Linked DNA regions of Mus musculus: all the other regions are linked to region 1. A link is a contact called in public ChIA-PET, Hi-C and promoter capture Hi-C data. All regions are on one chromosome and are shown on one strand. Each heading gives the region's core, a stretch centred on a gene start, on an enhancer-like site or on the middle of the called end of the contact. The rest is flanking DNA. Distances are from core to core; before and after follow the strand shown.

Evidence for each region. Hi-C and Micro-C count contacts between places; a contact is called where the count stands out from the background. ChIA-PET counts read pairs in DNA pulled down with a chosen protein or histone mark. Capture Hi-C pulls out chosen DNA fragments and counts their contacts.
Region 2: a contact with region 1 is called in a Hi-C map of CD8 T cells, with 1.8 times the contacts expected there. The contact joins the enhancer-like site here to the promoter of Gpr157 in region 1. A contact is called at or near these places in 5 of 39 promoter capture datasets (embryonic stem cells, liver, macrophages and 2 more), 1 of 15 datasets of contacts at CTCF or cohesin (embryonic stem cells), 4 of 484 Hi-C or Micro-C datasets (B cells, CD8 T cells, the HL-1 cell line and 1 more), 6 of 115 datasets of contacts at active chromatin or transcription factors (embryonic stem cells, large pre-B cells, memory CD8 T cells and 1 more) and 4 of 9 other capture datasets (adipose tissue, embryonic stem cells, liver and 1 more).
Region 3: a contact with region 1 is called in an RNA polymerase II ChIA-PET map of memory CD8 T cells, with 11 read pairs. The contact joins the enhancer-like site here to the promoter of Gpr157 in region 1. A contact is called at or near these places in 1 of 484 Hi-C or Micro-C datasets (nephron progenitors), 2 of 115 datasets of contacts at active chromatin or transcription factors (memory CD8 T cells and microglia) and 1 of 9 other capture datasets (liver).
Region 4: a promoter capture Hi-C map of adipose tissue shows a contact between it and region 1. The contact joins the promoter of Rere here to the promoter of Gpr157 in region 1. A contact is called at or near these places in 1 of 39 promoter capture datasets (macrophages), 1 of 115 datasets of contacts at active chromatin or transcription factors (memory CD8 T cells) and 1 of 9 other capture datasets (adipose tissue).

Annotation. Positions count from the first base shown.
Region 1 is chr4:150,085,664-150,089,305 of GRCm38.p6, reverse strand. Gpr157 (G protein-coupled receptor 157) reads right to left here and starts at 1,803. Exons shown (of 4, transcript NM_177366.3): 1 at 1,170-1,803. The coding sequence starts at 1,552.
Region 2 is chr4:149,852,570-149,856,211 of GRCm38.p6, reverse strand. No RefSeq gene overlaps it. Among named protein-coding and RNA genes, the nearest start is that of Gm13070, 48 kb to the left of the region's middle. Within about 2 kb of position 1,826, at least 147 of the 459 cell types and tissues checked have an H3K27ac peak or open chromatin away from gene starts, as enhancers often do. A contact at or near this core is called in B cells, CD8 T cells and microglia, where this site is marked.
Region 3 is chr4:149,878,158-149,881,799 of GRCm38.p6, reverse strand. No RefSeq gene overlaps it. Among named protein-coding and RNA genes, the nearest start is that of Gm13070, 23 kb to the left of the region's middle. Within about 2 kb of position 1,594, at least 30 of the 459 cell types and tissues checked have an H3K27ac peak or open chromatin away from gene starts, as enhancers often do. A contact at or near this core is called in memory CD8 T cells, where this site is marked.
Region 4 is chr4:150,279,849-150,283,490 of GRCm38.p6, reverse strand. Rere (arginine glutamic acid dipeptide (RE) repeats) reads right to left here and starts at 1,575. Exons shown (of 23, transcript NM_001085492.1): 1 at 1,416-1,575.

The DNA of each region.
Region 1 (3,642 bases), core at 554-3,053:
TGCTGACTACCCGCTCGGCCCTTGGAAAGCATTCAAGTTTTTAATAGAAGGGACCTATAATTAGGGCGGACGCTGGTGCCTTGAGCTGAGGCAAAGAGACAGGAAACAAGCCTTAGGCTTCCTGCCTCAAATTCTGCGCAGACTGCCGAGAATTTCAAACTGAAACGACAGGAGGGAAGGCTGGCCTCTGGGCACAGCTTTCTTGCTGACAAGCGTGAAAGAAGAGTGGACCAGCATAGTGCAGGGCCTTGGGCTTCCCCACTCTCAGGGACTCCAGGTGGCTGACAGCCTGACCCTGACCTGAGTTCTCGACAATCAAGACCACATCGAGTGACCTGGAGAGATGGTTGAGAGCATGGTTAAGAGAAGTGATTAAGAGCACTTCTTGCTCTTGTAGAGGACCTTGGTTCAATTCCCGGCACCCACATGATGGTTCACAACCATTTGTAACTCCAGTTCCAGGGGATCCGATACCCTCGTCTGACCTACGAGGGCGCCAAGTACACATACACGTGACACATACACATACATACATGCAGTCAGTTCACACACATAAAATAAAATGAATAAATCTTTTTTAAAAGCGTCTAAGAAAGTGCAGGTAATGGGGGCCTGAAGTTTATAAATGTCGTGAAAAGCTTAAAGAAGCATACCTCTGTGCATTTTACAGTTGGCACACTATCGTCTGAGAGTGGCTGGACGCACCACAACCACTGTGGTATAGAATTGGAAGCTGTGGGCTTTTAGGCCAGGGCAGCCACCTAACTCATCTTCTAGCCTGCAGACTGGAACTTCTCTCCATGGGCAGCAGAGACTGCCAGATCGCGGTGAAGTAGGAGGCAAAGGGCACAGACTGTCTCCAATTCCTTTCTAAATGGCAGACCTCTTCCTATGGGCAAGTTCTGCACCCACCCACACCTTGCTGGGAGATTCTGGCTGGGGCAGATACAGAGACCACCCTCTTCAGAGACGCTCAGACAGGTTTGGCTCCAACTTTTTGGGCAAGTTGGGCACCCTTCCATGGTTCGGGGATGCATGTGACTGCCAGTAGGACACACCACCTTGACACCTAGATAGGGAAAGCACGAATGCCACAGCACAGCACGCAAGGCCCGGGACCCATAAGCCTGGGTCTGGGGCCTGGAGGCAAAGCCGGGTCTCCTACTCACCTGATGAGGTGAAAAGCCCAGATTAGGTGGTCCGTGGAGGGCCCGCGCGTAGTTCGGACGATGCTGAGGTATAGGTAGAGGGCGATGGCCACCGTCCAGAAGAAGGAGCTGGTGTTGGCGAAAGTAGAGAGAGCGCCCTGAAGGACGCAATCCCACGAAGTGCCCGCAAAGTCCTGCAGCACTCCGTAGAAGTACGAGGCAGCCGAGAGCAGGTCCGCTAGCGACAGGAAGAGTAGCAGGCGCCGCGCCCGGCTACGCAGGTCAGGCCACAGGGCGTGCGTGGCCACCAGGAGGCCCGAGCCCAGAGCTGACAGCGCACACGACAGCAGCACCACCGCGCGCTCCCACGGCAGCAGCTCGGTGGGAGGCGCGGGTGAGGGCATGGTGGGTTGGGGACCAAGGGCAGACAGCCAGGGTGCACAGGCCTAAGGGTGCCGAGAGGTCGTGGCCAAGCCGAGCCCGCGGTCGCCTCTGTCTGGGCATTTGGCGCCCGGGCTCGCGTCCCCACGGGTCCCGCCTGCGTCCCAGCCCCGCCCAGTCTAACAACTACACAACAGCGGTCTCACCGCGGCGCCCTCCACTCCCTGTCCCTGAGCTCTACAATCCTACCCTGAGTCCTCCAGGTCCCTCCCTTGAGCACTCCACGCCCGCCCCTGAGCACTCTAATCTCGTCCCGAGTCCCCGCCCCTGCTGTCTCCAAGCTGGTAGCCCCTTCATGAGCTCTCCACACCCCGACTCTGTAACCCTGCGCGCTCTCCTCGCGTCCCGCCCCTGCACCCCGCCCCTGCGCAGTAACACATCCGAATCTGAAGCTCCAGCGCTCCGCCCCTGAGCTCTCCATGTCCCGCCCTGTAGCCCCAGAGCCCCGCCCAGCCTCCTTCAAGCTCCTCCCATGCCCCCCACTTGCGCATTGCTCCGCCCTGATGCTCTTTCAGCCTCAAGCTCAATCGCTTCTCCGCGTTTCCCCACGCCTCTGCGCCTCTACGCTTCCCTCTTACCTAGTACCTCCCAGTCCTGTCCCAATCGTTGCCTTCTGCCTCTCAGAGCCACTCTAGGAGGTTAGCAAATGGCCAGGACATCCTGTTCTGGGGGTTGGGGGGAGGCGGGGAGGGGAGAATGGCATTTTTAAGGCTAATGTTACTTTCCCCTGATCAGCCTGCTTACGTGTGTGTTGGGGAGGGGAGGGGTGGTTGCTGGAAACATTCTTTCCGATGGTGGCAAAAACAGGTCCAGAGCATGGCCTACATTCCTGAAGCTTGGGTACTCGAAATCTTCACAAGATCTGTGGTGGTGATTTGGGGAAGTTTCTAACTTTTGTTACAATGAAAGTATTGTGTTTTTGTGGGGCTGGGTGTACAACTCAGGACCTTACACATCCCAATGAAGTGCTCACCTACTGAAATATATATATACTTTTAGTTCCTTGTTTATTCTATATACCTTATTAGTGCTATTTTAAAAATACATTTTATCATTTTACGTGCGTGGATATTTTGTCTGCACGGATGTACCTGTACCATGTGTATGCAGTGCCCACAGAGGCTAGAAAAGTGCGTCAGACTCCCCACCCCCTGCACCATGTGGGGGCTGGATTCGAATCTGATCCTCTGGAAGAGCAGCAAGTGCTCTTAACCGCTGAGCCATCTCTCCAGCGCCAGGTGCGATGTTAAGGAATGAAACATTAGTGCCTATGAGATGGCCTTGAGTAATTGCCAGGGCAGAATAACACTGACAGTCTGAATTTGATTCTCAGGACGCACTTGGTGGGGTAAATTGTCATCTGACCTCCACATCTGACCTCCACACCTGTGGCTGGCGTACCCCCATACCCATAAATTTAAAAAAATGTAATTTTAAATATGTTACATGAAAAGAAAAAAGTAAGGAAGCATAGTTCCCAGTTTACAGAGGTTTTTTTTTTTTTTCTTGTTTGAACATTTTGTATTTCTTAGGGATGGAGATACTTGTGCAAGATCCAGCTTGCATATTCGATGGCCCACAACCACTTATGACTCCAGCTGCAGTGCATCCCATGGCCTGCTCTCTAAGGGCAAGGTACTCGCAAGCACATAAGTTAGTATGGGGGCACACACACACATAATTAATAATAATAATAATAATAATAATAATAAGGCCGGGAAGTAGTGGCGCACGCCTTTAATCCCAGCACTTGAGAGGCAGAGGCAGGTGGATTTCTGAGTTCAAGGCCAGCCTGGTCTACAAAGTGAGTTCCAGGACAGCCAGGGCTATACAGAGAAACCCTGTCTGGAAAAACCAAAAACAAACAAACAAACAAACAAATAAATAAATAATAATAATAAATTTTTAAAATGTATGTTTTATTGTCATCAACAATGGCCCTTTTAGCCCTACAAGTCACTGAGTTTTAGTACATTTATTAGTTTGTGCAACCACAGTAATGATTTAATCTATAGCATTTGCTCTCCCTCAAGTACTTGGGCTGGAAAGATGG
Region 2 (3,642 bases), core at 577-3,076, 230 kb after region 1:
TGTCTGGATAAAGCTGCTTTTATGATAATTTGGGAATCTGTGGGTGACCACTGAAGCCATGTGCTGAACAGGGGACTGATTTCCCATTAGCAAAGCTGGCCTCCCTATAAGGACTGGGTTTGCTGAGGCCCCCACACACTTCCTTTTTTTTTTTTTTTTTTTTCCTTTGACACAGGGTCTTATGTAGCTCTGCCTGTCCTGCAACTTGCTATACAGAGCAGGCTGGCCTTAAATGCACAACACTTTTCCATTTTATCGATGGGAAGACAAAAGAAAATAGAAAAGCTCTCAAAACCTCAGGAGGTGGACTTGTGAATATGTTTAAGAATCATTAAATTGACCTACAGAGAGGGTCTTAGCTCACCTAAGATCACATATTAATTAAGAGGTAAGATCACATATTAATTAAGAGGTAAGAGGCTCTTTGCTTATACAGTATGGTTTCTGATTCTGTGTTTTTACAGGATTTCTGCGTGTGGGTGTGTGTCTCTGCATCAGTACGTGTTTCTTTTGCACTTCTGGCTCTCTCTCTCTCTTCTTCCTGTTTGTTTGTTTGAATTCTATTTTCTTTTTACGTGCCTTTTTTTTTTTTCTAATGAGAGAAAGAAAGGGTATGGATTTGGGTGGGTAGAATCTGGAAGAAGTTGGGGAAGAGGAAAGTAAGGTTAGCATATATTGTATAAAAAGATCTAAAAAAAAGTGGGGCTAGGATTCAATTTCAAGTTGGTTCTTAGCTCCCTGCTGGGCCCTAGATTATTGTCTTAATGAGTAGTAACAACTGCCTAGCACAGCTGGTGCTCAACTTTATCAGCGAGCCGCGCTATCATTTGTGGCAAAGATAGTGCGATCCGCATAGGAAACCCAACCCACTGGGAATATCTGCACAATGCATAGTGCAGAATGGCTGCTCTATCGTTACTGGCATTGCCGGGGTCAGAGCCTAGGTCCTAGCAGCCCTGACAATCTAGACTCAGCATCCTGTCCCCAGTGAGTCAGTTACAGAAACAAATAACAGTAAAAAGCAGAAAAGAAGATTCATGCGACATGGCCACGTAAGGAAAAGGGACAAAGAGGTCCTGTACCCTATAAACCCGTCTTCAGGGTTCTAACATGAGGTTTCTGTTTAAAGAGAAGACAGGAGCTATGCATAACTAATCAGTCTCCAGAAAGGTGTGGTCCCACCCGTGATCCGCTCCAGTCTGTTTTGCAGGGCCATCTGCAAGGTGTTAGGACTGTGTAGATCTCTCTAGAAGACAGTCTCCCCCCTTTCCCGGGTCTGGCGCCCAGTATCTCTTTAGAATATCTTCATTCCTGCCAGGTCTGTTACATAGTCAAAATTCTCAAGTCCACAGTGGCCTGTTCTGTGTTACCTGTGACTCTAGAACGCGTGGCTGAGGCTCTCCTTGGCCCACAGAGCTCAGGAGCACGTTAGGAAGATGGCCAGCTTGCTAGCAACAGCGATTTGTGAGTTCATGTAGCAGTCAGAGAGGCTAGGCATGGTGGAGGCACGCCAATGGATATTAACGACAAGATGAACAGAGCACTATGCGGGTATCGCCCGCCGGCGGCTCAAAGCAAGCCAGAGAAACGCTGCAGCATCTCATATCTGCGGCTAAGATTACAGGAGCCAAGTTCCAGCAAACCCTAGACTGCGAACTGAAGCCGAAGTGAGCGCCGACCTGAGGTGGCACATGCGCAGTGTCCCAGGCCATGCTCTTTTTTTTTTTTTTTTTTTTTTTCCTTTCACACCTGCTAGTACAGCTTCTACATCTGGGCTTCTCACGCAGACAGCGTGTGCTGGTGACGTCATGGGGAAGCTCAAAGAGCAGAGTCGTTGCCGTAGAGATGGGAAACGTGGTAGCCCCGCCCCCATGACTGGATTGGCTGACTCTGGCCAATATTCAAAAGCCCACAGGGGCAAGAGTGTTTTGTGGTTCTCCCTGGGAGGATCACGACCCCTTTCATCAGGGTCACATATCAGATATCCTGAATATCAGATATTTACATTACTATTCCTAACAGTAGTAAAATTACAGTTGTGAAACAGTAATGAAAATAATTTATGGTTGGGGCCACCACAACATGAAGAAGTGTATTAAAGGGTCACAGCATTAGGAAGGTTGACAACCACTGTTCTAGAGCGCTTTCTGCTGAACTTCCATAGAGCTTTGTTTCCTATGGAGTGTAAGAATGAGTTCAGCAACTTACAGGCCTAAGGTAAGAATCCCAAAATCTATATGAGGGGTGTGGTGGTACGTGCTTCTAATCCCAGCCCTCAGGAAACAGAGGCAGTCTGATCTCTGTGAGTTCAAGGCCAGTCTGGTCTAGCCAAGAAGCTCTCTCTTTAAAACAGCAAAGTGATGGTGGGCGTTGGAGAGATGGCTCAGTGGTTAAGAGCACTTGCCACACATGCAGAGGACATGGATCAGGGCACTGGCTTAGTTACTATTCTGTCACTGTGAGGAGACACCATGACCAAGGCAACTCTTAACCAAGAACCCATTCAACTGTGGGTTTTAGAGGTTTAGTCCATTGTCATCATGACAGAGAGCTTGGCAGCACACAGACAGACATGGTGCTGGAGAGGTTGGTGAGAGTTCTACATCCTGACATGCAGGAAGCAGAGAGAGACTGGACCTCAAAGCCCACCCTGAGTACACACTTCCTCCAACAGGGTCACACCTCCTGATTCAGCTAATCCTATCAGAGTTCCTTCCACTCCTCGGTGACTTAAGTATGGTGGTTTGAATAAAAATGTCCCCCATAGGAGTGTGGAGGAAGTGTGGCCTTGTTGGAGGAAGTGTGTCACTGGGGGTAGGCTTTAAGGTTTCAGAAATTCAAACCAGGCCCAGTGTCTCTTTTTCTTCCTGTTGCCTGCTGATCTGAATGTAAAACTCTTGGCTCCTTCTCCGGCACCATGTCTGCTTATGTGCCACCATGCTTCCTAAAATAATATAATGGACTTAAGCCTCTGAACCTGTAAGCCAAGCCCTGGTTAAATGCTTTCCTTTTAAGAGTTGCAAAGGTGTCTGTCTCTTCACAGCAATAGAATACTGACTAAGACAATAAGCATTCAAATCTGTGAGTCTATGAGGACCGTTCTTATCTAAGTCTCTATGGTTACTAAGCACTGCGTAGAGGCTCTCAACTATATGTAACTCCAGGGCATCCCATGACCACTTCCAGCCTCCACCTGCACCAGACAGACAGACAGACACACACCCACACACACCCATTATACATATACATACATGCAGGTAAACACTCATAAAGTAAAAATTAGTAAGTCCTTTTAGCCAGACATGTGTAGTTAGATGCCTTTAACCCCAGCACTTGGGAGGCAGAGGCAGGAGGAATTCTATGAGTTCCAAGCCAGCCTGGTCTACATGGAGAGTTCCAGAACAGTTAGGGCTACACACAGAGAGACCCTGTCTCAAAGAAATAATTTTTTTAAAAATCTTTTCCCAAAAAAATGCAGATGAGACTCTGTTTAAGGCAGAAAGGCTCCAGTGAGGCTTAAATTCATCGCCAGGTAGTTGCACACAAATGCACAAATACACATGACACGGGTGCACACACACAACATACACACCGAAGAAACAAGAACGGAAAGAAGAACCAGGAAGACAAATGCCAGGAATC
Region 3 (3,642 bases), core at 345-2,844, 210 kb after region 1:
GCTCACTGTGTGTGTGTGTGTGTGTGTGTGTGTGTGTATCTGTGTGTCTGTGTGATTGTGTGTCTATATGTATGTCTGTATTTGTGTGATTGTGTGTCTATGTGTATGTCTGTGTCTGTGTGATTGTGTGTCTATGTGTATGTCTGTATTTGTGTGATTGTGTGTCTATGTGTATGTCTGTATTTGTGTGTCTGTGTGTCTTTGTGTATGTATGTGTGTCTGTGTTAGTATGTATGTGTCTGTGTGTGCATGTGTGTGTCTATATTTGTGTTTCTGTGTGTATGCGTCTCTGTGTGTTTGTGTGTGTGTGTTTGTGTCTCTGTGTGTATGCATCTGTGTGTCTGTGTGTGTGTGTGTGTGTGTGTTTCTGTGTGTGTGTGTCTGTGTGTCTGTGTGTCTATGTGTATGTCTGTATTCGTGTGATTGTGTGTCTATGTGTCTTTGTGTATGTATGTGTGTCTGTGTTAGTATGTATGTGTCTGTGTGTGCATGTGTGTGTCTATATTTGTGTTTCTGTGTGTTTGTGTTTCTGTGTGTGTGTGTTTGTGTCTCTGTGTGTATGCATCTGTGTGTGTGTGTGTGTGTGTGTGTGTCTGTGTGTTCATCAGTGTGAACACACCCAAGGAAGTCATAGGTAAAGCCCTGCAGCTGTTCCTCAGGACACCACCAGCCACTTTGATATTTTGACACGTGGTCTTTCACCAGCCTGGAACTCAATACAGCTAGGTCAGCTGGCCAGCCATCCTCAGGGGAGTGTCTCCACACCCCGTCCCCAGCACTGGAATAGAAATGTGACGCATGCAAGCACCCCTCGCTTTCTTCTGGATCCTGAGCATTGAACTCAGGTTCCCATGACTACAACTGAGCCACCTCCCGGCCCTAAGTAAGGTAAGGTAAGTTGGATTTCTTCAAGAGGAATGTGGAGCCAAGCCAGGTCTAGGGATTCATTTGGACTTAACAGAAGGACAAACAGATGCACTGAAGGCTGGGTAGGTCAAGCACTGGGGATAAAGGCCAACTAAAGTCCCAGGATCTATAGGGATCCTGTCCATCAGTCTCTTGACACACACCCTGGGTGGTCAGATGACAGGTGGGTGGTGCTGTTCCCTTCACACTGTTAAGTATTCTCCACTTGATGGGTCCAGGTGCAGGTATTCCCTTTAGTCTGTGTTCCTCAAGTCCTTAGCCTGGTTTTCCTGGTATGACTTTAATACATCTGTGCGCCCTTATGTTCCTAGTCTAGCTTGACAAGTTTTCAACTGTTTGTTTCTTACTTTTGAACGCTTGCTATCAGTCTGCATCCCAAACCACTTCTACATGCACAGGATGCAGAGTTAACCTGTCTGCATTTGCACTGAAAATGCAGCCAAGTGCCCCTTGCAAAACGGGGTCACCCAGGGCAAGGCACAGCCTGGAAGCCACAGAAGGGTCCTGAAAGAACCTAGGTGCTTCTGACAGGAGGCGAGGACACCAGGCAATCCCTTTGAGTTTCCTGTGGCGGCGTGACAACCGACCACAGACACACAATGTGTGACTTCACAGCTCTGGAGGCCAGACGTGACAGGCAGGTACGAGCAGGGTTGACTCACTCTGAAGCCTCAAGGAAGACTATTTTAATTTTCTAGCTTCAAGCAATGCCTCCGTCTCTGGGCTCGCAGCCTCCTGCTCCATCTTCAAAGCCATCGGCTTTGAAGCATCTTTGTCTCTTCCTTTCTCTGGTTCTCTGCGTGTTATCTCCTCTTCCTGTTTATGTCTCTCTGACATTTCCTGTCTCTCTCATTTTACGTCTCTGTGTCTCTATCATTCTGTCTCTGACTTTCTTGTCTCTGATGCTCCTGTCTGCTTCTTGTGGCAATCCTTTTGGTAACCCCAAACCTGCCTGGGATTCAAGAGGCCCTTAATCCCACCTTCAAAGTCCCTTTGCCCTGTAGAATCATAAAGATGATGTAGACGTCTTCACAGAGATGTCATTCTGCTACAGTGTCCCTGTAACTAATGTCACAGCCAGCCACTCATGCTCAAACTGCAGCTCTATCTTACTCAAGGTCAATTTTCAGGCCACCTCCCAGGGCCATTGGGGAATCAGCCTCCTGTGGTTGAGGATGCTCCAGCTGACAAGGTGCTGTGCCCAGTCTAGCGGCAAACAGCGAACCCTCCCCAAAAGTCAACAGGGGTGGTGGGGCAGAGGCCCATTAGCCAGACACAAAGAGACCTTGTCATTACAGACCACTCACTGTCCTAGCATCCTCGGAGATCTCCAGAAGGGCGATCAGGGAGAATCAGGGATGCAGGGGAGGCCAGGGATGCAAGGATTTTTGACTCTATAGAAAATTCAAGGTCTGGGTCCTTTCAATAAAATCTTGCTAGATGTAGCTGTCTCTTGTGAGACTATGCCGGGGCCTAGCAAACACAGAAGTGGATGCTCACAGTCAGCTAATGGATAGATCACAGGGCTCCCAATGGAGGAGCTAGAGAAAGTAGCCAAGGAGCTAAAGGGATCTGCAACCCTATAGGTGGAACAACATTATGAACTAACCAGTACCCCGGAGCTCTTGACTCTAGCTGCATATGTATCAAAAGATGGTCTAGTCGGCCATCACTGGAAAAAGAGGCCCATTGGACTTGCAAACTTTATATGCCCCAGTACAGGGGAACGCCAGGGCCAAAAAGGGGGAGTGGGTGGGTAGGGGAGTGGGGGTGGGTGGGTATGGGGGACTTTTGGTATAGCATTGGAAATGTAAATGAGCTAAATACCTAATAAAAATGGGAAAAAAAAAGAAAATTCAAGGTCATCCTGAGCTACATGAGACTGTGTCAAAATATTAAAGAAGAGAGAAAGGAAGATGGGGGGAGCAACTAAAGGATTTGTGGGAGCAAGACAGTGGTCCCTGCACATCTGGGGACAGGGGGGTGACACACACCCATGGAACCTGGCTCTGAGGGTTAGCACAGTCCTGATTGCCTTCCTGGACAGTATGGAAGAGGCACTAGTGGACAGGGCCAGGCTTGCCGACGGGTCCTGGAATGTTCTCAGGAACTGCCCAGAAGAGAAGAGGGAAGGGGCTGTACAACGAGTGTGCCTGGCAGTGCTGGCTGTCCCCAAGGCTAACTGCCATGCTACCTCCTACCCGCTTGCAGGCAAACCTCACAAAAGCCCTGGGGCCTCACCGAGTCCTGTTGTATACTGGGCCTCAGTTGATGGAGGCCTCCCCTAAGCTTGGCCACAAGGCTTGACTATACTCGCCTCTGAGAAGAGTGGGAATCTTGCGGACCTGTGAACTGGCTGTCAGCCCTGCAAGCTTCTCCTTGGGGTGCAATGCAGAGCCTCATGCTCTCTCCAGACCTTGATGACCCAACCACAGGAGAGATTTTATACGCTTCTCAATTAAGCCTGAGAGGTTCAGAGCACCCTTGAACACAGTGCACAAGCCAGGGCCCTCTGATAGCTACTCTGTTGGCACAAGTCCCCTGGCTAAGCCTGCCAGGAACACCCTTGGATAAACCAGGTTTTTCCTGAGTGGAAGTTAGGTTCAGATCCATGTGCCCTGCAGGCCTGAGCAATTGGGCAGGCCATCCGGGTCCCACAGCAAAGGTGGGGGATTCTGGCCACCAGCCGGGGAGGGGAAAACAGAGAATTCTGAG
Region 4 (3,642 bases), core at 326-2,825, 190 kb before region 1:
AAAGAGCCGTGTTTGTCTGTGCAAACCTAGCCCCAAATATGGGAGAGAGAGAATGGATATCTGTATGGAAGAACAATGAGCCCTCTGCCTGGTTGTGTGTGTGTGTGTGTGTGTGTGTGTGTGGTGTGTCTGTGTCTCTGTGTGTGTCTGCTTCTGCCTCTGCCTCTTCCCTTCGACCTCAACAACAGAGAAAACTGGAAGGCAGGCTTTCACCCAGACTAGGCCATCAAAATCAAAAACGGTTTGCAATTTAGAGTGGAATTAACTCAGCAAGCAAATCCATGGAAGGAAATATCTCGCCAAAGATGATTTTATTATTGTATAGATAATCCTCTCCCTCCCCTCCCCCATCAGACTGAGACTAAAGAAACCAGTGTACACCAGACAAAAAGGTCTCTCTTTAAATGGAAAGCAATTATAAAAGCTATTTGAAATCTAACCTAGGATGTATTATTCATTTGAGCTGCACTAAATGTCTGTTTTGTAATCCACCAAGCTCACACTCACTAGTTAATCTGTTTTGTTTTGTTTAGTCTTAAGAATTGCTTTGCAGAAGGCTATTTCAAGATTCATACAAAACTACTTTTTCAGAGCCACCTTAAAATAGCAGCACATACTGAAACATTTAAAGCACCCAGTTTCTCAAGGGCACATTCTGCTGAAATCAATGTTTGAAGTCTGTAATCAAAAAAAAAAAAAAAAGTAAGCAAACCTTGGAAAAGAGACAGAGGATAATGACTATTCAACAATGAATCATTTTATTTTCATTTCAACAACTTCTCAAGCGAACAGTTTCAAAGGAAACCTGCAATACTCCCTCAACACAACACACACCCCATTCGATGTAAAACTACCTTCTTCCCATAACCCTAAAAAAATATAAAGAAAGAAAGAAGGCACCCTCCTTCAGACAGCAGAACTTAAAATCATGACAGAATTCTACGCCGCTCCAAGTGGTATTTGGTTCCCTAATTTTGGAATCACAGAGCCTGAGAAGAGAGACACAAAGGAGGAGTCTTCCTCCTAATGTGAAATGAGACTTTAATGAGTCCGTTCCCAGACCCCCACATTCACAAATATCCAAGAAATGCACAGCTTCGGGTCCTTCCCTCTCACAGTTGAGCTGCTCAGCTAGTGGCGTGTAACAGTTTAACCTCAGACTAGTTCCAGAGCGTGCCTAAGAAGCCAAGAGAGAGCAGGGGTCAAGAAGCACGTAGTACAGTCACCTGGCTCGCACAGGACCAAAGGCAGCGTCCGGCCCATGGTTCCCCGAGGGCTCGCCTCCACTCTCACCCTTCGCATTCCGCCTCGGCTTTCCCGGCCGAGCCCCACCGCCCACCCAGAGCACTCCGACCCCAGAAAGAGGGGCCGAGGAGGGGCGCCCGCGGCGCGGCGCTGACAACTTGGACACTTACCTTCCCCTCGGGCGCTACACCATCAATGAGAGGGGTGGCGGCCGGGCTCCGGGGAAAGTGCAGGGACCGGGAGGGAGGCCGCGGGGGCCGGCGGCGGACCGAGGGCGGTGGGCGCGGGGCCGAAGGGGCCGGCCCGCGGGGATGCGACACCGGGGGGCTGCGGGGCTTCCCTGCCGGGACTTCGACCTCCTCGGGTGGGCCAAGCCTTCAGCAGTGGGAGCCCAGGACCATGTCTGGTTTTGTGGATTTTTTTTTCCCAGAGGGCGAGTGGCTCCCACCGGAGGATGGTAGGGTTTTTTTTTTTTTTTCCTACCCCTCAACTAGGAGAGAAAATGAGGCGGAAACAAGGTGGGGAGCGCGTGAGGGGACGAGGCGCGGGGAAGGAGGCGGGGACCGAGGCCCGGCGGGGCGAGAGGCTGCGGAGCGCGGGGGGCGGCTCGCGAGCGTCTGTGGGAGCAGCGGCACCTCCGCGATGGTGGCGGAGCCGCGGGGCTGCTGCGCCGACCCGCCGCCCACTCCGCGCTCGGGCCCGGCCCACCTCGCAGTATCGACCATCACCATTGGTCTGTCTCTTCGTGACGTCAGTAGAGGACGGGCCAATAGGAGGCGGAAGGCGGGCCTGGGGGCGGGATGTTTGCTCCAGCTCGCTCTTCCATTTTCTTTTTTTTTTTTTTTTTTCTTTTTTTCCTCCTTTTTTTTCTTCTCTCTCTCTTTTTTTTTTTTTTTCTTCCTTTTTAATAAAATGAGCAGAAGGCAAGGCAAGGGGAGAGGCCAGGCTTTGGTGGCGGCGCGGCCGAGCCCTTAGTGCACGCTCCGGGCGGCGGCCGGAACCTGGGAGATGGGCTCCCCGCCCCAGGCGCGGCTTTGTGCTTGGTCCGCCCTGCTCGGCCACAGGCAGAGCTCCCAGCGGCCAGCCCTGTACTGACCCTCGGGATGGTCTACCTCAAGCGGGTCGGTCTTAGGGGTGGGCTTGGCGACTGTCCCCTTGCTCTTATTATTACCAGAGCCATAATTGCTTATTTCATTTAAGAGACAGATTCCTATTCCTTGAGGTTCAAGGGGAGCTACAGAGTGGATTCGAAGTTATTTGTTCTGATGGGTAGTTCATAATGTTTTAAAAATAATGTTTGACCGAAACTGAAGTGAAAAAAAAAAAAGAAAAGAAAATGTGAATTGGTGAATTGTGCTGCTTATTGATGAGAATAATAAAAGGCCTCATTAAGTAATAAAGAACAGGGCTCAACTGCTCTTTGCAGAAGACCCCACTTCGGTTACCAGCACCCACATCAGGCTGCTAAAGCTGCCTGTAACTACAGCTCTGAGAAATCCAACACTCCTCTAGCCTCCATGTGCACAAACCTACACACACACACACACACATATGACTTTAAAAAAAAATAGTAATAAAGAACAGACCATTACGACGGAGAGTCTTTTAAAGAGAGCAGTAGCTGTGCCCTGTTGGGGGAGGGGAGGCGTAGACTAGTTTCACCAAGGCCTGGTGGCTCTTACCTGTTATCTTAACACTAGAGAGCCAGAGGCAAGAAGATCTTAATTAAAGGTTAAGGCCCACCTGGTCTACAGTGTGAGTTGCAGGCCAGTCAGAGCTACATTTGGAAACTCTGTCTTAAAAATGCCAACAAAAAAGGAAAGGAAAATCCAAGTATCACCTTTAAAAAATATTACTATATTCCCACTATGCTCAAAGACATTATCACCATGTGTACCACATACTATAAGCCTGAGCCAGGGCAAGCCAATGCTCCCATTCTACTTAATATAATTTATAGGATCGTGGGGTTTGGAATTTTAATTATAATTACCAGTTTTTGAAATGCATATCATGTTTATTGAGTTCTTTCACAGACTCTGGCATGAGTCCAGGGCGAATCATCAGCCTATTGTTAGTTTGTTAATATTCTGTAAATGCTTATTGGTGTCCTTAAACCATACACTCTTCTCAGAGGAGTTAAGGTCTGTATATAATAGAATAATTAAAGGATAGAGCTTGGCTTAAAATAATTCACCCATCTATTTCAAATAGAGGGATAATTTTCTCTTTGGAGTGTCTATTCAGATTATAATTCCCACATCCAAAAGTTCCTTTTAAAAATAATTTCAACTAGCAGATGTCATTGAACTGTACGGCCCAAGAGATCTGAAAGGAAATGGGGTCTTTTTTTAATTTAACATTTTTTTTCTTCATAAGGGGTATATGCATGCTACA